2 separate regions of the Xenopus tropicalis genome follow, and region 2 is linked to region 1. A link is a contact called in public Hi-C data. All regions are on one chromosome and are shown on one strand. Each heading gives the region's core, a stretch centred on a gene start, on an enhancer-like site or on the middle of the called end of the contact. The rest is flanking DNA. Distances are from core to core; before and after follow the strand shown.

Region 1 (2,917 bases), core at 105-2,604:
GGTAACGGTGATATATGTATGTATATATATCTTTATTTATAACGCACTACATATGTACCCAGCGCTTTATAGAATAAATTAAAATATACAACAAGGGTTTATTAAAAAACTAAATAAAAGATAAATACAAAGTATAATAATAAATACAAATAGCTACAAAGTACAGTTGCAATAAGTCAAGAATCAAAGAGACAAGAGAATGAAGGTCCCTGTCCCATAGAGCTTACAATCTACCTTTTCCAACAGGTCTCCATTGGACCTTATTATAAGCTGATCATTTGCCCAGAAACCAAACTATCATTGTATTTATTCCACCATGTTGGTGGCCATTTAGTTGAAGATCTAAGTAGAGCTTACCCATGTATGCCCACATTAAAGAGACTTTAGGGGTAGGGCTGCATAAGGGCTCTGCGCAGCAGGTATCGTTACAGCAAAATAAAATCATACAAGGGGGGGCGCACCAATGTAGTAAGCGCATTCATACACCGCAAAGGGACTAAAATCTGAATTTGATTTCCTTGGCTGAGGTGTCACGGATTGAATGGTCCCTTAGAGTGGCCATTTTGCGCCCGGAGAGGCCAAGTCCGAGTAGGAACACTAGCGCCTATACACGCTAATAGCGCTACTCTTGCCTCCCGGCGCTGACTGTGTGGGGAAAAGCTGCGCATCTCACTATACGTGGCACTAAATAGACTTGAGTGAGGCCGGGGGCGGTACCATACACGTCACTGCCCGGGGCGGTGCCTGGCAGGCATGGTGGACAATAGGAGCCCCGGGAGTGGGGAAGGGAATTGCACACGGCTCCTTTAAGAGAAGTCTCTGCCTGGGCGCCGGGCACCGGACTTTGGGGAGGCGGATAAAGGCGACGGACAGAGGCCGACCGAGAGCTCCCGGTGCACGGAGGGCGCAATGCCCGGAGGAAACTGGCGGGGACTGACTGCCGACTTCCTGCAGGGCCTTAGGGCCAAATGCTCCTTTCCCTCCCGGGCTGCTCTCCCCAGCCCCACAGCTTCACTACTACCCGGGAAATCCTGCTGGGATCCGGCATGTTTGGGGGTGGGGGGTGGGCGGGCAGCTTTCTCTCCCTCCCTGGGAAATATATGTAATAAAGGTAAGTGATGAAAGGAATAAAAATGCTCTGTTTTGCCTTAAAGCCCCATTTGTGTATTTGTTAGGGGAGCGCTGGGTGTACATTCCGGCTGGGGGAGGGGGAAGGGCAGTGGTGCAGCAAGGAACAATAGGGCCGCTTTAACCCCTGCGAGACCGGCGAGTGCGGGGCTTGGCACCCATTGGGTTAAATCGGAAGGGGAGAAACAACATTTAAATGTCTGGTTGGGGGGAAGGAGATTAAATTTCGCGTCTCTCTCATCAATTTTCTGTTTAATGTCACTGGGACTCCATTGTGGGAGAGGAGAAACGTCACACAGCCATAAATTTGTGATTATCCAGCTACCAGCAGCCTGGCCTTTAATTCATTGGATTTGCTCCAGGCAGCTAGGGACCCAAGAGCCGGAGCCCTCAAATCCTATTTATTAGAATCACCATAATAATAATATCGATAAGTGAGAACCCTGCACAAAGGATCTGTACAGTGACCGCGCAGTCCAAATAGGAGCCAGCAGCAAGTAACTTCCCCTTTCCCAAGAGCAATAAAAGCACCAAGTGAGGGATCTGCTAGAACAGGGAATTATTCCTCCACCCTGCTCTGTGCTGCCTGAGCTCCATTCTCCCTGGGATTGCATAGAAATGAGCCAGGACATCACTCCTAGGTACGTCTACTTTGCCTGGATATTTCCTTTTAATTCCTTCTTGTAAACGGTTATACATTTTGTTAGATCTTACGCACGAAAAAACAACATTATACAAATATACTCGTTATACATTTCCATTTTTATACTTGATAAATAGCGAAATCACTTTAGAAACTGCCATATTCTCAACTATATGGGCAAATAACAAATTCACATTCGAATGAATGTAACCTATTAGCCACATTGTACAGTGAATTGGAATAACGCGTTGATACATTTGGCATGGACCTACATTTAACAACACGTTTCTCTACTTATAAAAAGGCTGAAAGGAAATTATTTTAATTACGCTATCTATATTTAGAAACCGTTTTATAATAAAGTGCTCGTCTAGAAATACAATTTGTAGATTTTCATATATTTACATTTTGCTCGCAATATTTCGGTTTGCGTTTATTTATTACAAGTTTAGACATTTTTAATTTTCATTAGAAATGGCGACTGTAGTTTAATAGTCGTTAGTTTGTGTATCGATCTGATAGCGCAATACATGTATATATGATAGTTTCTAAAATGTATCTGTTTTGTTTCACATTGATTTAATTTATATCTTACAAACACAGCGGTTTATAATTGTGAGGGTTCCGCTTTTAGCGCAGGGACGGGCAGAGATTTACTTCAGACGGTTTAAAGCAAAGCCAAAGCGTTGTTTTAATGCAAAATAAAATAGAACAATGGTAAGGAACGGCTTCCTCCGTTCCTTCTCTATTTTGAATGAAGATTTTTCTGTGAAACCAATTAATCAACACAAACAAGACCAGTTATTTTCGCCCGCATTGATTGTCTACATTTATATGCAGAGTCGAAATTATATTGCTTTTGCAGAAAATAAAATAGATTTTTGCTTTAACGATTTTTAATTAAAGACATTGACTTTTCACTTAACAAAGGAGTCACAAGTGAGGATTCTATAGAACTAATCTGCAGCGTCATTTTGAGGAGAATTTAACTCATTTTTGCACCAAATTCACAGCTAATTATACATAGGATTTAGCACAATAAATCGTATTTCTAGGCAGGCGCCTTCCTTTTTTTTTTTTTTTTTTTCTAAATACTATTGTTGAGACATAAAAACAGCTGTAAAATAACGAAATTGGGGGAGGGGT
Region 2 (2,854 bases), core at 80-2,579, 160 kb after region 1:
GTAACCGTTTAATCCACTTCAGCCCCACCCTACCATGAGCGACAAGCGTTAAACACTTGTTTCTTAAGTAAAAAGATTAATCATGAATTATGTGGAAAGTTTGTACACTGAAAGCTGTACAAGGTAACAGGGAATATCCCACAGCTGATTAACAGCATTAATAGTAACACAATCAACACTTCTATGATTAGATAATCGTTTAATGAAAGGCTAAGGCAGCCCTTTTCATAGGCTAAAGACTTGAGGCAAGTGGTACAGCCAGTCACGCCCTGTTATTCCCCTCAATAGGGAAAGGGCACACCACAAAAAAAAAAAAAAAAAAAACACAAAAAGGCTACAAGACTTCAGCTGTCAGGCTAACAATACAGTGTAGCTATCCAAGCAATATAGAACATTTACAAAAATGACAGGATGTAAAGCACACAATCACCCAAGTTATTTGTATTTAAGAACAGCTGCCCATACTGCAGAATCTTTAATTTAATATAGTTATAAATAAACATAATAGAATAGATTTCTCTGACTCGCCCTAGTGTTAACCCCCGCCCTTACTTTATACAACGCAGGAGCCGGTACCGGCTAATGAACAGCAGCCCCACCCCTAGAACTGGTGTGATGTTTAAATCTGCCCTGACTGCTCGCTCAGCCAATCACAGAGCTCTTGCCCTAATATGGAAGCAGAATGCAGCAGCCACGCCCTGCCGCTGAAACAAAAAGCTACAAGCTTCAAACTCGTGGGCGTGGCCAACAGAGGTGGGGTGACTCATACAAGTAACTGGGGGGGGGAGGCGAGAAATAGCTTCACCCCTACCCTTTAGAATGGTGCAGCCCGTCATGCTATCGCAGGGAAACCCGCGCAAACTTCTAGCCATAAGGGAGGGAAGCCACCTCCGAACGGCGACTGACACCAGAGCCATATAGTTCTGTACATAGCCATATTAACATCATTCGGCACCCAGGGTAACCAGAAGTATGACAAGGGCCAGATATGTATATAGAATATGCCTATTTTAAAATAGAATATCGCAGGGCATTGTAACACATTAAGATCAACAGCAGCTTTTTAGGAGAACAAGTTAAGCGTGCATTACTGGAGACTTACAAATATCCAAGCCACAGACAATACGGTCATGTAACAATATATAGACAGAACACTACCACACGCTATCCCGGCCAACGGTACCCCATAAGACTTCTTCCGCCCACCACCCACACACAGCCGTAAGACATTGTCTAAGGTCTTACCTTGGTGCTGGAGGTTTCCTTAAGAGGAGAAATGCAAAGCTGGCAAGTTGTTACAAAGAGCGGGAAGTAGCTGTCAAGTCCGCTGCCACCGGCTGAATGAGAACCCAGTAGCGGCCGTTATCTCTATTTAACGTCACAGGCTTCCAGCCCCGCCTGCTGCCGCACAGACAGAAGATCGCCAAATATGGGCATCTTTCAGAAACACGCCTCGCCATTGGTTGCTTGGTTGGGAGAAGAGGCGGGACCGGAGTCCTGGCCCTACGTCCACCCGGAACCCCTGAAGTTACATGCGCTTATGAGCAATAGGGAGGCGTGTAAGGCCTGGCCGTGTTAGAGCAGGAAAGCCGCTACCCTTGCACATATATGTTACTATTACTTGAAACATTTCTCTAAAATGTATTGTAAAATACAGGGAAACATCGTAGTCCGGGGATTTCTAACTCTCAAGTTCTTATGCGGTGGGACAGTGAGATACGGATTACTGGGGTAGCGGAGGTTGCTGGGAAGCGTAGTTAACAATAGCAGGCGAGCGTGGTGCCACTATGGCCAAAGGGAAGGATGGAAATACCTTTTAAGGTCATGTTTTTTTCCTTAGGTGTTTCATTGTCCTTATACAGAGGGTGTGCATTTTCCTACAGTATACCCAATAGGAACACATTACATCCTTGAAACTTTATTTTTATTTCTTTATCTAAAATTAGAGTGGGATCTGGTCGAATTCCAAGCCCAGGGAGTTTTGTAAATAAAGTGCTAAGTGATACATGGGCTAAACCCTATATAGATATAACACAAATGCATGGATTGCCTATAGACAGGATATTAAAGGGCGTGGTTCTACTACATACCCCCTTTAGGTACCTTGCTGGGAAATGCTTTATTTTGTATTCTCTGAAGCCTCAGGTGCTTGAGCATTCTCCCTTTAGGGCTAAGATGGAAGGAATACATTCAGGGTGGGACTGCTGGGAAGTGAGCTCAGTCTTGCATGTCACATTACCTTAAACAGAACTTTCTAAAGAACAATCCCTGAAGGCAAGGGCTGCTTGGTGGGTACATTGCCAGATTATAAAGACAGATTCATTAAAGATGTTCGGAACAAATTGGAATAGACATTACACATATAGAGAGGGAATGGCTTAGGAATTGCAGCAGTTGTTAGAGGGAAGCTTACTTGCAGAATATCCTGTATAGTGACAGTCATGTGTTTGGCTTCATGCAGAAAATGTTGTTATGGTGAAACAAAGTTCATGGTACGTTACTGGGATGGTCTCTGTATAAATCTGTTCAGAAACATAAACTATAAGTGCAGAATGTACACTTACCTATACTGATCTGCCCAATTTGAGCTGATAGTTCTCTTGACTGTCTGCTTCTACTGGGGAAGGGAGTCGATTTTGGGGTTCAGGAGGGGCAACATCACACAGCAGAATGTAAATCCACAACATAACCAGGTGGGCCATACCTAATTGTAAATAGAGGAAAATTATGATAAATTGCAACCACAGAGAACTACTGCTTTCAATGCAAACCCCTTTTCATGCACTTCCTTAATTAGATTTAAGTCACAGAGAAGTTCTGTTATCTATGATGGCAGTCTGCACTGCAATATTAA

What was found. A called contact is a pair of places that touch in the nucleus more often than the background predicts.
Region 2: a contact with region 1 is called in a Hi-C map of gastrula embryo, with 7 times the contacts expected there. The contact joins the promoter of actg1 here to the promoter of bahcc1 in region 1. A contact is called at or near these places in 2 of 5 Hi-C or Micro-C datasets (brain and gastrula embryo).

Annotation. Positions count from the first base shown.
Region 1 is chr10:28,472,544-28,475,460 of UCB_Xtro_10.0, forward strand. It overlaps bahcc1 (BAH and coiled-coil domain-containing protein 1), which reads left to right and starts at 1,355. Exons shown (of 28, transcript XM_004916357.4): 1 at 1,355-1,769.
Region 2 is chr10:28,629,863-28,632,716 of UCB_Xtro_10.0, forward strand. actg1 (actin gamma 1) reads right to left here and starts at 1,330. Exons shown (of 6, transcript NM_204001.1): 1 at 1,246-1,330.